2 separate regions of the Rattus norvegicus genome follow, and region 1 is linked to region 2. Evidence: chromatin contacts called from public Hi-C data. All regions are on one chromosome and are shown on one strand. Each heading gives the region's core, a stretch centred on a gene start, on an enhancer-like site or on the middle of the called end of the contact. The rest is flanking DNA. Distances are from core to core; before and after follow the strand shown. Region 1 overlaps Lmo4 (LIM domain only 4). Region 2 has its middle 560 kb from the start of Lmo4.

The links. Hi-C and Micro-C count contacts between places; a contact is called where the count stands out from the background.
Region 1: a Hi-C map of Schwann cells shows a contact between it and region 2, with 2.9 times the contacts expected there. The contact joins two enhancer-like sites.

Annotation. Positions count from the first base shown.
Region 1 is chr2:235,932,773-235,936,246 of GRCr8, forward strand. The region is part of intron 2 of Lmo4 (LIM domain only 4); the gene reads right to left. Among named protein-coding and RNA genes, the nearest start is that of Lmo4, 6.8 kb to the right of the region's middle. Within about 2 kb of position 2,094, at least 11 of the 93 cell types and tissues checked have an H3K27ac peak or open chromatin away from gene starts, as enhancers often do. A contact at or near this core is called in Schwann cells, where this site is marked.
Region 2 is chr2:235,375,767-235,379,084 of GRCr8, forward strand. No RefSeq gene overlaps it. Among named protein-coding and RNA genes, the nearest start is that of Lmo4, 560 kb to the right of the region's middle. Within about 2 kb of position 1,640, at least 1 of the 93 cell types and tissues checked has an H3K27ac peak or open chromatin away from gene starts, as enhancers often do. A contact at or near this core is called in Schwann cells, where this site is marked.

The DNA.
Region 1 (3,474 bases), core at 844-3,343, 560 kb after region 2:
AATGGATAAGAGTCTATAATTACGGTTGCCACTGCCAACAGGTACACTGCGACACCACTCCGTCTCAAAAATACCCTTTCACAGTACCGGGCTGATTATCCAGCTTAGGTGTTCATTTATTTAACAATTCACTCTGAGTAAAGTCAGTTGTATGTCTTCAGCATCTGAGTGTACTTTAACAATCAGGGCAGCCGCATGGAAGCCAAAAAAAAAAAAAAAAAAAAAAAACCACCTCGAAGCGTGTCTCTATTTTCCACAGCATGGCTTTCAGAACCTGTCACAGAACAATCAGTCATAAAATCGTGGGATTCCTAAAGTGTCAAAAATTACCAAGTTTGAAAATGACCAAGACCTACCCCCTGGCCGACGGCTTGCTACCCAACAGTGTATTAATGGAGTCCCTATCCTTCCGAGTCAACAGCTTTGAAGCTGCTTCAGAGACAGCAGAACTCATGGGTCTTATACACATTCTAATCTCTTATCAGATGAAGACGACCATTAGAATTCTATCCTTTTTTTTTCCCCCTGAAAAGTTGTCCTTTTTTTTTTCCTCGTGCGTTGCAGAGTTAATTATCTAACCAGGGGGACTGTCCAGGACAGTGTTTGATTTAAAAGGCTCGAGGCTTTAGGTGCTCAATTAAGTAGCTATCGGTCTCAGACTGAACTATAATGGGCTCTTTTCTCTTTAACTCAAGCAACCGGGAGATATACCCCAGGTCAGGCTAATTAAAGCCAGGGGAGTCTTTAATTGTGATGACAGAATTGGTTTCAGTTTCCTTTCTTTGGGTCCTCGGTCCAAGAAGGTCGTTAATATTTCAGCATTTGGGCAGTGCAATCAATCACAAACATCAAGAGGTCCTTTACAGGGGGAAAGGGAAAAGATGGGGAGAAATCCCGCTTCTAAGGTGTCTCGCTTCTTCCTATCTGATGGCTGCGAGGTAGTGGCGAGCCTTGTCTGCAGGGCTCAGCTCCAAATCTCCTTGCTGCCATGAAAAAGGATGGAGAAACAAACTGTATTTTTTTTTTTTTTGAGTTTAACATTAATGCTTAGCGTCTTCCGGTAACTTCGATGGCCAATAGGTGGGCTTATTTTCAACTGCATTATTACTTCAAGCAAAATACATGCTCTATGGAGCGCTACCTGGCTGTGTTTTCTGAACTGCTTTCCGGCACTAGAGAGTTACATTTCCCAGAGTGTGCCTGAAAGGTACACATTTGTACCTGCAAGTAAATATCAGCAACCTATCTGAGGAGAAAAATGTACATCCACGGCTACTGATCTAGAAGCAATTGGTTTTCCAGCAGGATCCTATATTTAATCTAAATTCTGCACCAGCTATATTAAATGTAACAAAGAAATGCAACCCAGAAATTATGCCCGGAGCCAAGTCCATTAAAGGTACTTCAGAATAACTAGAGCCCAAGCACCTTAAAAGCACCAGAAGCTATTTATACCTAAGGGGGGGGGGGCTGTGCATAATCGCAACCACTGCATTAGAGAGGGGAGGGAGGGAAAAAAAAATCAGCCAAATTACGCTTGGTTAATTCAGAGTAACAGATCTGCCCCCAAGTGAATTGGAGGCCTTGAATTAATTCTGTTATGACAAATCAAGATAAACGTTCCCCCTAAATTGCATGCGATTTAATTAATTTTTGAGATCCTGGGTTTTTTTTTTTCCTAGCTAATAGTTCACATGCTCCTGTGCTGTCATTGTGCTTGAGTGGGCAGACTTCAAAGTGATATTAAATAACCAACTATTAGATTTACCTAGCACGTCCTATTGGAAAAGTGCCATTTAATTACCTAGCCTGTTCAATTAAAGGGACAGCATTCTCTGAATATAGCAGCTTGCTGTTGATTACCAGGGAAATGAACTCTCTGCCTGGCGGCTTCTCCTTGCCTAACGCGAATCCCCTCCCCAAACACACCACACCCTCCACCTCCGGCCACCCTCAAACCCCTTGCCGGGGCCCGGAGCTCAGCTCAGCTCACTGCGGCTGCCTGCGGACGCCACGTGAACCGCCGGAGCGGAGCCGCGGACACCAGCGCCACCGCGCCGGCTCCTGCCCTGCGCTCGCCCCCTCGCGGCCCTGCACAGTGGATATGGCCCGCCACCCACCCACTTTCCAGCTCCGACCGGAGCCCCACCCGACGGCGTCCGAACTTCCTCCTCTGGCCGCACTTTCCGCGCCAGTCAGCCCGAAGTAGGGGTAAAGAAAAGCGTGTTGGAGAAAAGAACCGGAGTTTGCAAAAGCTACTACTCGTTGGCTCTTGGGTGGAGCTGAGGGGTCGGGAGTCGCGGAAGGGAGGGGGCGGCTGTAAGGTTGTTCCCCGACTTCTGGGAGGTGGAGGGGTCAGGCAGACGTGGGTCCCTTTAAGATCCACCCTCCCCCTCCTCTCTACACCCTGCTTCCAGCCTTTCCCTCCCTCTCTTAGAGGCCAATTTTGTTAATTAAATGTTTTGTTTGCGACGAAGCTCTCATTCATTGCGGACACGTCATTCGGAGTAGATCTAAGCCAGAGACCAGATCTCATTAGATAAAGCCCATCAGAACTAAGAAAATGGAGGAGCCACTAATTAAAGCTTTTAATTGTGCAGATTCGCTGCAGCAAGGCCTCAGCTTTATCTGAGATCTTGGAGGAGAGGAGGCAGAAGCCCAGCTCTGCCCAATCGACACTTGGCCACGGAGAGGGGGAGGGAATGGGGGCTGGAAATGGGGGAAAACACCACCCTCTCCTTCCCCTCAGCTTTTTAGCCAGATTTTGGTTGTTTAAAAAAAAAACCGCAACAAAACAAAACCCCTCAAAGTCAGACAGTGTAAACGCCCCTTAATATAACTGCAGGGTGGCCCCAGCTAAGCAAAGGGGTCATCTTCACCTGAGGACCGGCAAAGGGATCACTCAATCCTCAAGCTCTAAAGAACCGAAGGCTCCCCAACAAGTGGGTTTGGGGGCGTCTGAGATATGTGGGAAGAAAAGACTGCCAACACATTCTTCATCTTCCCAGGGTTTGGTTCCCTTAAGTGGCAGAGAGAACAGCATGACTTCAGGTATCTATGGGGCTGGATAGGAAGCTGGGCTTGGCCGGCCCCTCTGATCACAGTGTGATCCATGATCTATTTGGCACTGATCTAGAATTTGTCTCTCCCGGGCAGACAAGTTTCTCAGAATGGCATCCAGTTTTAGAACAAGGCTAATTCCAGTCCACAAGTTCAGGGGCAAAAGGAAGCAAGACTCCAAGATTACCTAAGGGCTAGGGCTGAGTGAACACGCTCTACTAGACCCCACGAAAACACCAAGAGAACATTTATTATTTGCCCCCCTTCCCCCCCAAGAATAAGGAAAGAATGGACTTCATTCTCAGAAAGCCACTTGCCTAAACTTGTACCATGGGAATCCAAGTGGACCCATCTCCTGTTAATTAGTGGTAATCAGAAGTGAAGATAGGCTCTTTTCCCTTTGAAGACACTTGA
Region 2 (3,318 bases), core at 390-2,889:
ACAGAGACAATGAGACCTACAGAAAGAAAAAACCTGGGAAATTTCAGGAAATGTTTCAAAGACAGTATATCGTTGTTACCAGGAGGAAATGCCATGGGTAATGTCAAAGTAACTGTTTACATGGTAGAAAATCAATGTTGAAAAATGTAAGCAATGGTCACAGTGGGGCCTTTGCTATGTTTGGAAACAAGCCTCCACCAAGCAGGACATCTTCATTTTCTTTTGTTTCCATAAAATTCACTTTCATACGTCATAAAAATATTTACTTAATTCATTTGTCCCTAACCTGTTTCTCAAATCTAACCATAGTCATAGGTAGGAAAATCTGTAGCACAGGGAATATAGATAATTCTTAGTGACAGAGGAGATCACCCCTTCCTGACATGTGTCACAAGAAAAAATGCCTTAAAGTATCTATGGCCTCCTTCCCCATCTGCCTTACCCTATCTTTTGTCAGCCATTTTATTGAGGAAGCAGATTCATATTCCAGAAATGCAGAATACACTCATCTCGTGAACTTCCTTTGATCACTGAAGTTAGGCTGGACTTTTCCCTTAGACTTAGACCATTTGCATTGCATCTGAATAGTTTGTACTTCCAGTCTTGAAAGAAATCATCTCACTAAAACTGTGTCCAACCTTAGGTTCTATGGGAGCCACTGTAGACTGAACTCCTTGAGGACCTAATAAGACCTTCAAGGTAGGAGTGTGTGTGTGTGTGTGTGTGTGTGTGTGTGTGTGTGTGTGTGTGTGTGTGTATTATACATGCTAATACCAATGTGTGCATATACATGTGGGCAGCGTTTGCATGTACAGGCCACACTCAGCATAGAATGCATTCCTCCATTTCTTTCCTCAGTTTTGAGTTCACATTGACTTAAGTTGTCTAGCCAAAGAGCTCCAGGAAACTCCCTGTCTCTCAGTTTGTACATGGATGCCGGAGATTCATACTCAGGTCTTCATTTTACATGACAGGAAGTTTAATGAATGAAGCTTCTCCCAAGCTCTTCTGTATCTGCACAAGTGTATGCATTCCCAGGACAGAGAAGTCGGCTTCTTTCTTTACGACCTGTGAAATGCTGTCCCCTTCTAAAGAACGGTCATTCTTTAAACTTATTTTTACATGATTAGAAGGCCCTTCATTCAGCTTGGTGGGGATTAGCTCACCGGTCCCTTTATCCTTAAACAGCATGGGAAGCTGAGATTTTTGTTCCAGCAGAACATTTTAGCAATGGTAGTTAGGACCTGGTTGCTGTAGCTGATCGGTGTGTGACTTCATAGGAGGCTAAGACATTTGGGCTTGTTTTACCTCCCTGATTTTGAGTAGGATACACAACCAAAGAAGAAACCTACACATTGAAAAACTAGAGCTGAGTCACTTATCCCATGGCTGGCATATCTGTGACAGCCACAGACTTAAAGAGGCCAGGGAGTGTGAAGATGTTCCTGAAGATATCCGTTCACCATTTCAGCGGGTCTTTGTCAGTGGTCCTCATAGTAGACATAGCAAACAATTAGCAAATGAATAGATAACATTTTAGGCAGATGGGGGTGAACAGCCAAATAAGGCTCAGGTCCAAGCAGGACAGCTACCCTGTGGCCCCTCAGCACACAGGATCAATTCATAAATGTCTTCTGAGAAGAATGAATGAGGACAGTCAGTCATGGCAGAACAAAGCAATCACATGAACAAGCAAGCAGGATACAGCAATGAAAACACTGGAAATTGTCTGCAAATAGCACAGCCAGGCAAAGGGAATTTTGTAAAAGCAAAGAAAAGAATGACCTTGAACCTCAGACACCACATGAGGACAGAAAACGTAATTCACCTTCAGGCACTTCCTTCTCAAATTATTGCATTGAGCGAAGATTTTACAAATTCAAAGACATTTAACATGGACACTGGAGTATTCACATTGGATCAGTGTGCACACATCCAGGGCTGTTTTTCAGTTTCTTAAATGTGTCTAAATTAATTACATTTTAACTCAGTTAATTTCAATAGACAAGAAAGGGAGTCAGGACAAAGAACCATAGAAGGTTAAAGAAAAAGCCCAAGGAACTTAATCATTTTCAATTTTGACATCAGCATTGCTAAACAACCCTCGGAAGAGAAGAGGGATGGACCAAAGAGAGAAGACAGAGACCCTCTGACCTCAAGGTGCGCCACAGTTACAAATGCTCAGCCAAAGCCATGGAAAACCGAGCTATTTCTAGGAGTGGCCCCTGCCGTCCCCTTGTACAGACGCAGTCCAGAGGCACCGAGAGATATAGGTGGAAACACTCAAGAAACAGCTGGAGGAACATTTCCCACTTTTAAAGTTTATTTACTTATCTTCAGCCATATGAAAGCATAGATATTAAAAATTTGGAGAAAGAAGAAAGATGGATGAGACAGATGAAAGTAGAGAAGGGGAAGAGAGGGGAAAGGACAGAGAGAGAGGAAGTGAAGAGACAGGTGTTAAAGGAGGAATGGAAAGAAGGTGAGAGGGAACAGAAGGGAGAGAGAGATAGAGACATAGAACTGACATACGAATAGAATTTAAAAAATCACAACTGAAACATCTGTAGCATTACCTCATGATCTTATTCTGCCAGTTATACACACTTGTGTGTGTGTAGATAGATAGGTAGGTAGGTAGGTAGGTAGGTAGGTAGGTAGGTAGGTAGGTAGGTGGGTGGGTAGGTGGATGGATGGATGAATAGATGGATGGATGGATGGATGGATGAATGGATAGATAGATAGATAGATAGATAGATAGATAGATAGATAGATAGATAGATAGGTAGACAAACAGATGGATAGATGAATTGATTTAATTTTAAAACTGGCATTAGGCCTCTGCATAAATATAATATAATATAATATAGTAATATAATATAATATAATATAATATAATATAATATAATATAATATAATATAATATAATATATGCAGTGTACCTAAGCATAGTAGTCTCTCAGTAAATGTGTTCTGAAGACATTGATTTTGCTCAATCTATTTCCCACTGCCTTTGTAACGACCCCTAATAATCTTCATAATGAAGCTAAATCAATAGTAACACAACTGTGGAATTCAGTATTTGGAAAAACCCAGGTAATCCTTCATTCTGTCCATGCATAAATTTCAACTGCATTTATGTAGTTTGCTTCAATGCTTAGATAAGGCAAGTACCATCCTTGCTGCGTGGGCAATAAAATATATCTAAGATGACATTAAAAATCATCATGACCATCTTTTTCAGTATCATTATTATCCTAGCTACTAACAATTGAGAATTTCGTAAATGCCAAGCCTCCTAGCATTTTCACTATATTA